2 separate regions of the Cyprinus carpio genome follow, and region 1 is linked to region 2. A link is a contact called in public Hi-C data. All regions are on one chromosome and are shown on one strand. The core of a region is the stretch at or near the end of the contact, and the rest is flanking DNA. Distances in the headings are between cores, read along the strand shown.

Region 1 (4,237 bases), core at 102-2,601, 69 kb after region 2:
GTTCCCTGAGTTCCACTTATAATGTTATCAATCAAAATACATTATAATTTAGAAGTAAAAGGCTATTTTCTGTCCTGTTTGAATGGGCATGATGGTTGTGTATGTTTGACAGCCTACAGACTTCACAGATGGACGCTGCTGTGATTTAGGTTAAAAACACATGTATACATATCAGATGATCTGTAATAACAGAAAAAGCAATAGTGAGCACATAAAAAAAAAAACCAGTTGCTCACACTTACTGTCAGAACTAATATAGTTGCACAGCATTGTCTTTTAGTTTCGTTCTTTCTGAAAATCAGGCATCAAATTGTGCCTTGTTTTTAAATGAATCCATGTTAAAATTAAGTGATCAAAGGACCAAGTTCTTACTGACGAAATCTGTATCTTCATTCAAAATAAAGTTCATCCACTCTTTCCTAATGCTGGGATCAGAAGGAAGACAATGCAAAGACTGTTTTTCCAAAGTTTGGCACTGAACAGCATCTTCACGTCTTCAGGGCATCTTTATTGTGTGGTTTTAGTGTAGACATGCGTTTGCTTCTCTCGTTATTTACACTACATGCGTGAATCGGTGGGCGGAGCTAAATGGACAGTGATGTAGAAGCAGGCGTTGATCTTCTTCTGTGGAGGCAGGGTTTACCCGCTCTATTATGTCAGAAAGTGGCAGATTCCACAACCTGTTCTGTTGACAGACTGGGTGTTTTTAGACTAACGAGAAAGTTTTGAGTTTTGTAACTTGCAGGAAGTGTTTATAATACATTGACCTCTTACATGTCAAAAGATCACGGGAATTGAAATTTCTCAGTTCATGACCTCTTTAAGTTCAAACGCATGTTACGTCTTTCATTTGCATTCACTACTTTCTCTGTTTACTGTGTACACTTCCCTGTTTTCTGCTACCTAGCCATCTCGTAAAGCTGCTCTTCCATGACACTCTCCACAGCACTCTTCACATGAAGGTCAAAACGTGTGGAAAGATGCACTGAAGCCTTGACATGAGTCATATGAAAGAGACTTTACAGCTTGCTGTGAGTGATACACCCTTCCAACTCATGAATAAACCAAAAGTTAGAGGATATAGTTCAACCTTTAACTATAATGAAGACCTATTTCATTGTAGGCATCTACTTGACCAGCAGATTTTCATTGTTTCTTCTATGGATTTCTCTTGGAACCAAAGAAGCAAAGTCCAGTGTCTGGATTGTGTCTGTTGACAAGCCCGCTGGATGGCCTGTAGAAAGTACACACAACAACACCAGCACAGAGCAAAACTCCCTCATTCACACTTTTACATTTTCATACGTTCAGAATTGAAGAGAGACAGTGTTGTTCTTGTTGTTCCATGTCTCTGGTCTGTTTGCTCTTTTCCAGGCGCTCATGGGGCTGATATATACGGGGCACCTCTGAGGCTCGTCTGACTGGGCCTGCCACTTGTGTTTTGTGTAGACGGAGCGAAAGGGAACGAGGAGACAAGGATCATGTCCTCTCTTGGAGAAGTGCTAACTTGGGCAGGGAAAGGAATTTTTTGTGGTTTATTCAGAGAGCGGCTCCATCTGTGTAAACTGGCGCTTGCCAGGATGTCGACTCCCTCGCTTTCTGCACAGACACACGCTTAACCCCTTCAACACCTTCTGCTCACCATATCTGCTAGTCACAGTCACAAACAATTACACAGCTAACAAGATAATCTTACTTAATATTGCAAAGTAAAAATTACATCTTGCAAAAGCAGAATCAACCAAAAACAAGACAAACCCTTTTGAAAAAGAAGTACACTACAGTATACTATTGCTTATTACAAAAGGAATACACTTTAAAGTAAAAGTAAAACGTTTAATTCGACAGGATTACAAAATACTTAAGTGTTCCATGAAACATCATCAACAGTGTCTCTTTTTAAGTACACTTAAGTGGCCTTTTATTTAATTAACATTAAATTATCTGCAAGTACAGTTCTGCAAGTTTTTGAAGCACACCACAAGTGCACATGCTATACAACTGTCATGTTAACAATACCAATTTACCATGTTAACAATAGTTTCTGATAAAACATCATAATTACAACAGTTTATGTTGCTACAATAAAGCTAACTTGCTATTAGCCCCCACTGTCATCATGAACAGAAATTCAACTAATTAAACAGATCTATTATTGGTCACATATTATGATTTTAGTAGCAACCAAAACTGTATCTGTGGTTACTTGGGTAATTTTCATAAATGTTTTTGTAAGGTGCTGAGTAGTGCCAAGTTTTTTTTGTGGTTCCTATTTAGTGTCTTTACCAGCAGTGGTAAAGTGAAAGCAATTTAGAGAGGTTATGTATGTATTTGCCCAAACATTTTCTGTCTTGCCTGATGAAAATGTGACTAAGCAGGCAGTTAATTTGTGTGTGTGTGTGTCTGTGTGTCATTATCTTCATTACTGTGTTCTGAGAGTGAGTTTGTATATATTTATGCAATACTATATTCCTTAAACTGAAGTTAACTCAGTCATGCTGCCATGAACCGGGAGTGTGATTGGTGAAACTAGGCTAACCTCTAAATAAACACACATGTGCATGCACACACACACGCACTCTGGTCTGGACATGAACGCTTCAACCTAAACTCCCTCTGCTGGAGATGCGTTTAACAGGAAACACAGCAGAACCTCTGGAAAAACTGTGATTTCATAACAGCTGAAGAGACACTGAGATTTTCTAGTCGCTGTGAGATGCTTTTTTTTCATACTTACAAACAAACCCTGGAAATGACTGACTTTATCACACATTTGGGTGGAATGTGTTTTAAACATTGACAGATGTCTTTGTATGTGAAAACGACTGAAAAAACTGCACTTTTCAACCTAGACTTGCAAGAAAATCACACACTGATAGTAGACGACTCCAGATGTGACTATAAAACAGTTTCACTTTAATTATCTTTAAACAAAAGTCTAAATATAACATCCTTTTATGTATGAACAGTTCGAATTATAAACAGTTATTTAATGCATTGTATTTTTGTGTTCATTTACAAAGTCAATACTGTCTTTAAAACGGCAGGACTACTATACACTGTATTTTCAGCCTCTGTACCTACTTTTAAAGCACCAAAACCATGTCAGAATGTTTCTTAGGCTGAATATGACTTTATTCATGATGTACTCTGTGTTATTCTCATTAGTCTCTTTAAACTCTTTGTCTCTGGTCTTCCTCATCTTCTGTCTCTCTGCAGGATTCATTCTCTGAGTCACGGGGCTGTCCCTGGCACACTGACTGGAAGCCTCTAGTTTATGAGTGGAGCTGGCGCTCTGCCCGGCCCTATGGCTTGCTCTGCCTCTCGTCCCACATTTAACCCCTTACTGCCTCCACGGGTTGGGATCAGCTGTGCTCCACACTTAACCCTTCACTCAGTCTGAGCCAGGAACCTTAGTAATAGTTTACTTTGAACCTTTACTAAATTATTTGAAGTCAGCATGAAATAAAAAGTTACCCTATTTTCTCGATGAATGTTATTTATCTTATTGCGAACCATTCTTCAATGCATGTTTTAATGAAAAAATAAATAAATTATATCTGACCTCGTAAGTTTTAATCAAAATTTTATAACTTGATCATCAGACATCTCCAAATGTTAAACCCCGTCCCTACGAGCTCACATTCATCATCCCTGCCTTAAATTTATTTTCTGAAAGCTTCTTTCAGTCACATGTACGTTGTTTTGTTGCAATTAATGTATTATTACAACTTTAAACTTACATGCAGTATAATTTACCCAAATTCAATTAGCATTTAATCACTCGTATGTGTTACCAAAAACATATTACTGTTTCTACAACAGAACACAAAAGAGAATACAATTCAACAAAGCATGCGAAAGAACCCCATAAATACATCTCATGACTCGTGTGCTATATATTAAGTCTAAACCTGGACTAGCCATATTTTTTAGACCACAAGGTTAGTCTCACTTCTTTCTTCTTCTGAACTTAATGTTTCGTTTTTTTTTTTTTTTTTTTTTGGCAAGCTATACTTTGAATTTGGTCAGACAGTGAAAATAGTTGAATTTATGCTACACAAGTTTCATGATGCTCATCAGGTCTGTGCATCATTCAGTACTGAATTGAGAATTACCATTAAATTCCAGCTCAATTTTTGAACCTTTGAAAAAAAAATTAAATCCTCATCAAAGTGTCATTTCTATTTGAATTCTAATTCAGCATCCTGTGCTACTGAACCAAACTGATTAATTG
Region 2 (4,610 bases), core at 736-3,235:
TCCTTATGAGGGGTTAAAAAAAAAAAAAAAAAACGGCATCCTTTCCAAGCCCATGCAGTATCCGAGGCCTGGGACATTCACCGGCGTGCGGTCCACAACGTCTCCCTTTGACAACTGCTCTATGATACATCTCTGAGCTGATTTTATTTCTCTTATTCATTCCTAAAAATCGTAGGATGGGAATCTCATTAGGCCAAATAAGCGTGCATCAACACTTTTCCCGCTGTCCATAAGCAAGAGGATCACTTAATAGATCATTAACCACCAATATGCTGCTGACATGAGAGTTTGTTATCATCTCCTCTCCATCAGAGAGAGAGAAACCGGTAGCGGGAGTCTGAGAGAATCAGAGCGCGTGACTGTACGGGCCCGGTGCTTTTAGGGCTTTGCATAAACTTCGATGAAAGAATTAACAGCTGGCCTAGTTGACGTGAAGATGCGATGCCGATATGGGTAAGTAAAATTCGCAATGACCGACGAAAGGAATGAATTAAAATAAGACTACAATTTAAATAGTTTTTATATATTTTAATCGTTTTATAGATAGATTATATATATATATATATATATATATATATATATATATATAGATATATATATATATATATATATATATATATATATATATATATATTCAAATAAAAATAAATATACTAAATATGAAGGGATACGTAAGTATTGGCAAGTGACGCTTAAATAAAGTAAACATATTGGGGCTTTTTTGTGCACTTTTTATTTTGTTAAATAAACCGCTCGGACTGATTGCATCGGTCGTATTTAGGATAATTTCTGCGACTGTTTCTTAAAGTTCATTCTAATAATAGCCTATCAAAGACAGCACGACATAATATTAAAAGGCAAATCGTAAAATGCATTTTGCGTCAAGAGTCAAATAAAAATAGGGGAAAATAAGGAAAGGAGCAAATGCCATGTAATATGGAATAAGTCTATGAAATAGGAATAAAATCAATATGTCTTTACTAAGGTTATTGACGTTATACTACTTGCTGAAATAGCCTATATTTAAGCAGTTTTAATAAATACTTAATGTGTTTGTGTACAGTATATGACTTGTGCCTAACAAAAATAACCAATAGTCTTAAACAGCGATGTAACTATGCCTGTAATGAAAGATTTAGTCAAAAGACTCGGTGACGCACAGTAAGTCTTGTACTCGAAGACAGAAGCTTTTAAGATCACAGATATGCAAAATATTTGTTTATTTTCATTAATCCTTACAATTTATTCACAGATAAAATCACTAATTTTCTCACATCCTATAGTCGTATAGCGGGAGCACGAGACGAGAGCGCGGCAGGGATCAGATGCGCCACATGAGGGCAGCGTCGGGTGAGTTTTCACGAATCTAGCGTCACGCGCAGCATCACCAGCCTTTCACTTCAGCTTGTCTTGTTGAAGATTCAGGAGTTAATACATATCGCAATAAAACATACACCTGGTGGGTCCCGGGCGTCCTCATATATATATATATATATATATATATATAGCCTATATATATATATATATATATATATATATTATATATATATATATATATATATATATATATATATATATAGCCTATGCTAAGTAAAAAATAAGAAAAATAAGAAGTTAAAAATAAAACTTTTAGAAAATTTTTATTTAAAATCACGTGAAACCGTGCTTGTTTAGTTGAGTTTAGTTGAGTAATTTTGACACAGTGGATAAAAGCTGAACTATTATTGTGATTTAACGACATTTGTGAAGAAGTATTATGCAAATGCTGGCGGATGTAACAACCTGCTGTCGCATGTTACAGACTAATACCTTTTTCTTTCTTTTTTTAATAAAACACTTTCACAAACCATCTCGATAGTTTGTTTTCATTTTAAATGTCCAGTGAAATTAATTTGGAATCTATATGTTGTTTAAAATTCAAATATAAATAGCATATCTGGATGCAAGAGCATAAATGGACTTTTCACAAGAATGTGACGTTTTGAAAATATGCCCAGTTACAGTATGTTGTACTTTGTATGTAGTACAGAACAAACGGCCTCTCGGTAGGTGCGCGAATCCAATCAGTCATTACTCTCCCTTTCCTCATCCCGTCAGCTGACAACACACCAACAACGATCATTATGCTAATTCTCCAGATCTGACTGGTCGCCAGCCTCCTCTGACGTCACGCGCGCGTAGACTATAACAGTACAGAGGGCTGTGGCGTCCTGCTACAGTCTGAATACTCAGGAGTGAGCGCGAGCTGAACTCTCTGCGGTGCAGAGCTGGAAAAACACAGCACCCATCCACCTCAACGCTGCTTACTTAAGGACATATTTTGGAGTATCCGGGATTGGGACGGGAGCCCTTGTCCGGTACTCATTTTTGTCTTTTATTTATGTTTTGAGTTCGACGGGACGAGCGCGAGAGACTTGACTTTCTCCAGAACTGTCCAAAGACTGCAGCTGCCGAGCTCCCTGCGTCCATATGAGGCAAATGTCTTTTGCAGTGCATTAGTCCAGAAAGTTTTTTCTTTTTTTTCTTTCTTTGTCTCGCTTTCTCCTGTTTGAACATTTCGAGTGACCCTGCATGCTCCAGCGCTCGAGCGCGTCGCGTTCGGAGACCCATCCAGAAAATTGCATGCGCAAAGAGGGGCAAGAAAAGCAAAAGTCGAGTTTTGCGACGCTGGTAAATACTTTGCTAAAGAACAGGGACACAATGAGCGGCGATCTCGCCATGGGGCCAGAGCTGCCCACCAGCCCGCTGGCGTTGGAATATGTCAATGACTTTGATTTGATGAAATTCGAGGTGAAGAAAGAGGCCTTGGCGGCGCACGATCGCTCCAGTATACGGCAGTGCAATCGTCTCCAGCCGCAGGGCTCCGTGTCCTCGACTCCAATCAGCACCCCGTGCAGCTCCGTGCCGTCCTCCCCGAGCTTCAGCCCCACGGAGCAGAAGAACCATCTCGAGGAGCTGTACTGGATGCCCAGCGGCGCGTACCCGCAGCAGATCGATCCGCAGACGCTAAGCCTGACGCCCGAAGACGCGGTGGAGGCTCTGATCGGTGCCACGGCCCACGGGCACCCTCCGCCCCCTCATGTGCAGCAGCAGTTGCAAGCAGGAGGCTTTGAGGGATACAGGGGCGCGCATCACCACCACGGCCACGCGCAGCAACAGCAGCAGCAGCAGCAGCACCACCACCAATACGGCGCGATACCGCATCACCCCGACGACCTGCAAAGTCACCCCGGCGCCCACGACCTCCACCACCATCACCACCACCACCACAGTCAGGACCTCGACAGCCCTTCTCCTACCTCGCCCGGGTCCCACCAGCAGCTCCACCACCGTCACCACCACCATCACCACCCGCACGCCCACCCCGGCCAGCAGGGTCACCACGGCGTGGGTGGAGGCCTGAGCGTGGAGGACCGCTTCTCCGACGACCAGCTGGTGTCCATGTCCGTACGGGAGCTCAACCGACACCTGCGGGGCTTCACCAAGGACGAGGTGATCCGCCTGAAGCAGAAACGCCGAACCCTGAAGAATCGGGGCTACGCGCAGTCGTGCCGCTACAAGCGCGTGCAGCAGAAGCACGTGCTGGAGAACGAGAAGACGCATCTCGTCAACCAGGTAGAGCAGCTCAAGCAAGAGATCAACCGGCTGGCCCGAGAGAGAGACGCCTACAAACTCAAGTGCGAGAAACTGAGCGGAGCGAACGGGTTCCGCGAGGCAGGATCCACGAGCGACAACCCGTCCTCTCCAGAGTTCTTCATGTGAGTGTGTGAGTGTGTGTTTCCTATGCCTGAGAGACATTGCGCTCATTCAGATAACAGCAGATACAGTACTCATATTAGAAGAATACTCCACAAGAAATAATAATCTCATATGTAATCATCGCCACCGACTTTGGCAACTAAAATGCGAAGAACATGTTAGAATGTTTTCTGGGAAATGTAGTTTAGTTGCTTGTAGTACTTTTACCCCTTTCGTAGAGATCTCACAACAAAAGGAAAGCGAAGAACTGGCTTTTGTACGTAGGATAACTTCAGATAAAACCTTCTTTCCATCGTCTGGTTTGTTCTTGGTTGTTCAGGAAAAAGAAAAAAAGAGAGAAAAAAAGTGCTGAGCGGGGAGAGAAACTTTGGACTTTTTTTTTCTTTTTCTTTTTTTTTCACTTGGCCAGAAAAGTTGAGAGCACCACGATATGCAAACCTCCCCTACTCCTCCTGTATAACGCGACAGGGGGAACTTTATGCAACATCTCATTGGTTTATTGCCTGCTTGGTTATATATAGATATATATATATATTAAAAATAAAAGGAAAAAACGACAAAAACAAACACATAAATCTGCATTAAGATATTAATCCTGCATGCTGGACATGTATGGTAATAATTTCTATTTTATACACTTTCTTTCTTTCTTTCTTTCTTTCTTTCTTTCTTTCTTTCTTTCTTTCTTTCTTTCTTTCTATTCATTATGTATCATAAAGAGCATGTTTTTGATCTCTAGCTCTTTTTTGGGGGATATGAGACTGGCTCTCCGGTCGCTCATTGTATGGGTTCATTTGGACTTGTAAATATATGCAACAGCAAACCTACAAACCGACGTCGAAGAGCTGATT

Evidence for each region. A called contact is a pair of places that touch in the nucleus more often than the background predicts.
Region 1: a contact with region 2 is called in a Hi-C map of liver, with 7 times the contacts expected there. The contact joins the enhancer-like site here to the promoter of LOC109065388 in region 2. A contact is called at or near these places in 2 of 8 Hi-C or Micro-C datasets (both in liver).

Annotation. Positions count from the first base shown.
Region 1 is chrA23:1,271,265-1,275,501 of ASM1834038v1, forward strand. No RefSeq gene overlaps it. Among protein-coding and RNA genes, the nearest start is that of trnae-uuc, 46 kb to the left of the region's middle. Within about 2 kb of position 1,352, at least 1 of the 8 cell types and tissues checked has an H3K27ac peak or open chromatin away from gene starts, as enhancers often do. A contact at or near this core is called in liver, where this site is marked.
Region 2 is chrA23:1,201,288-1,205,897 of ASM1834038v1, forward strand. LOC109065388 (transcription factor MafB) reads left to right here and starts at 1,986. Exons shown (of 1, transcript XM_042712555.1): 1 at 1,986-4,610. The coding sequence starts at 2,572. The coding sequence ends at 3,762.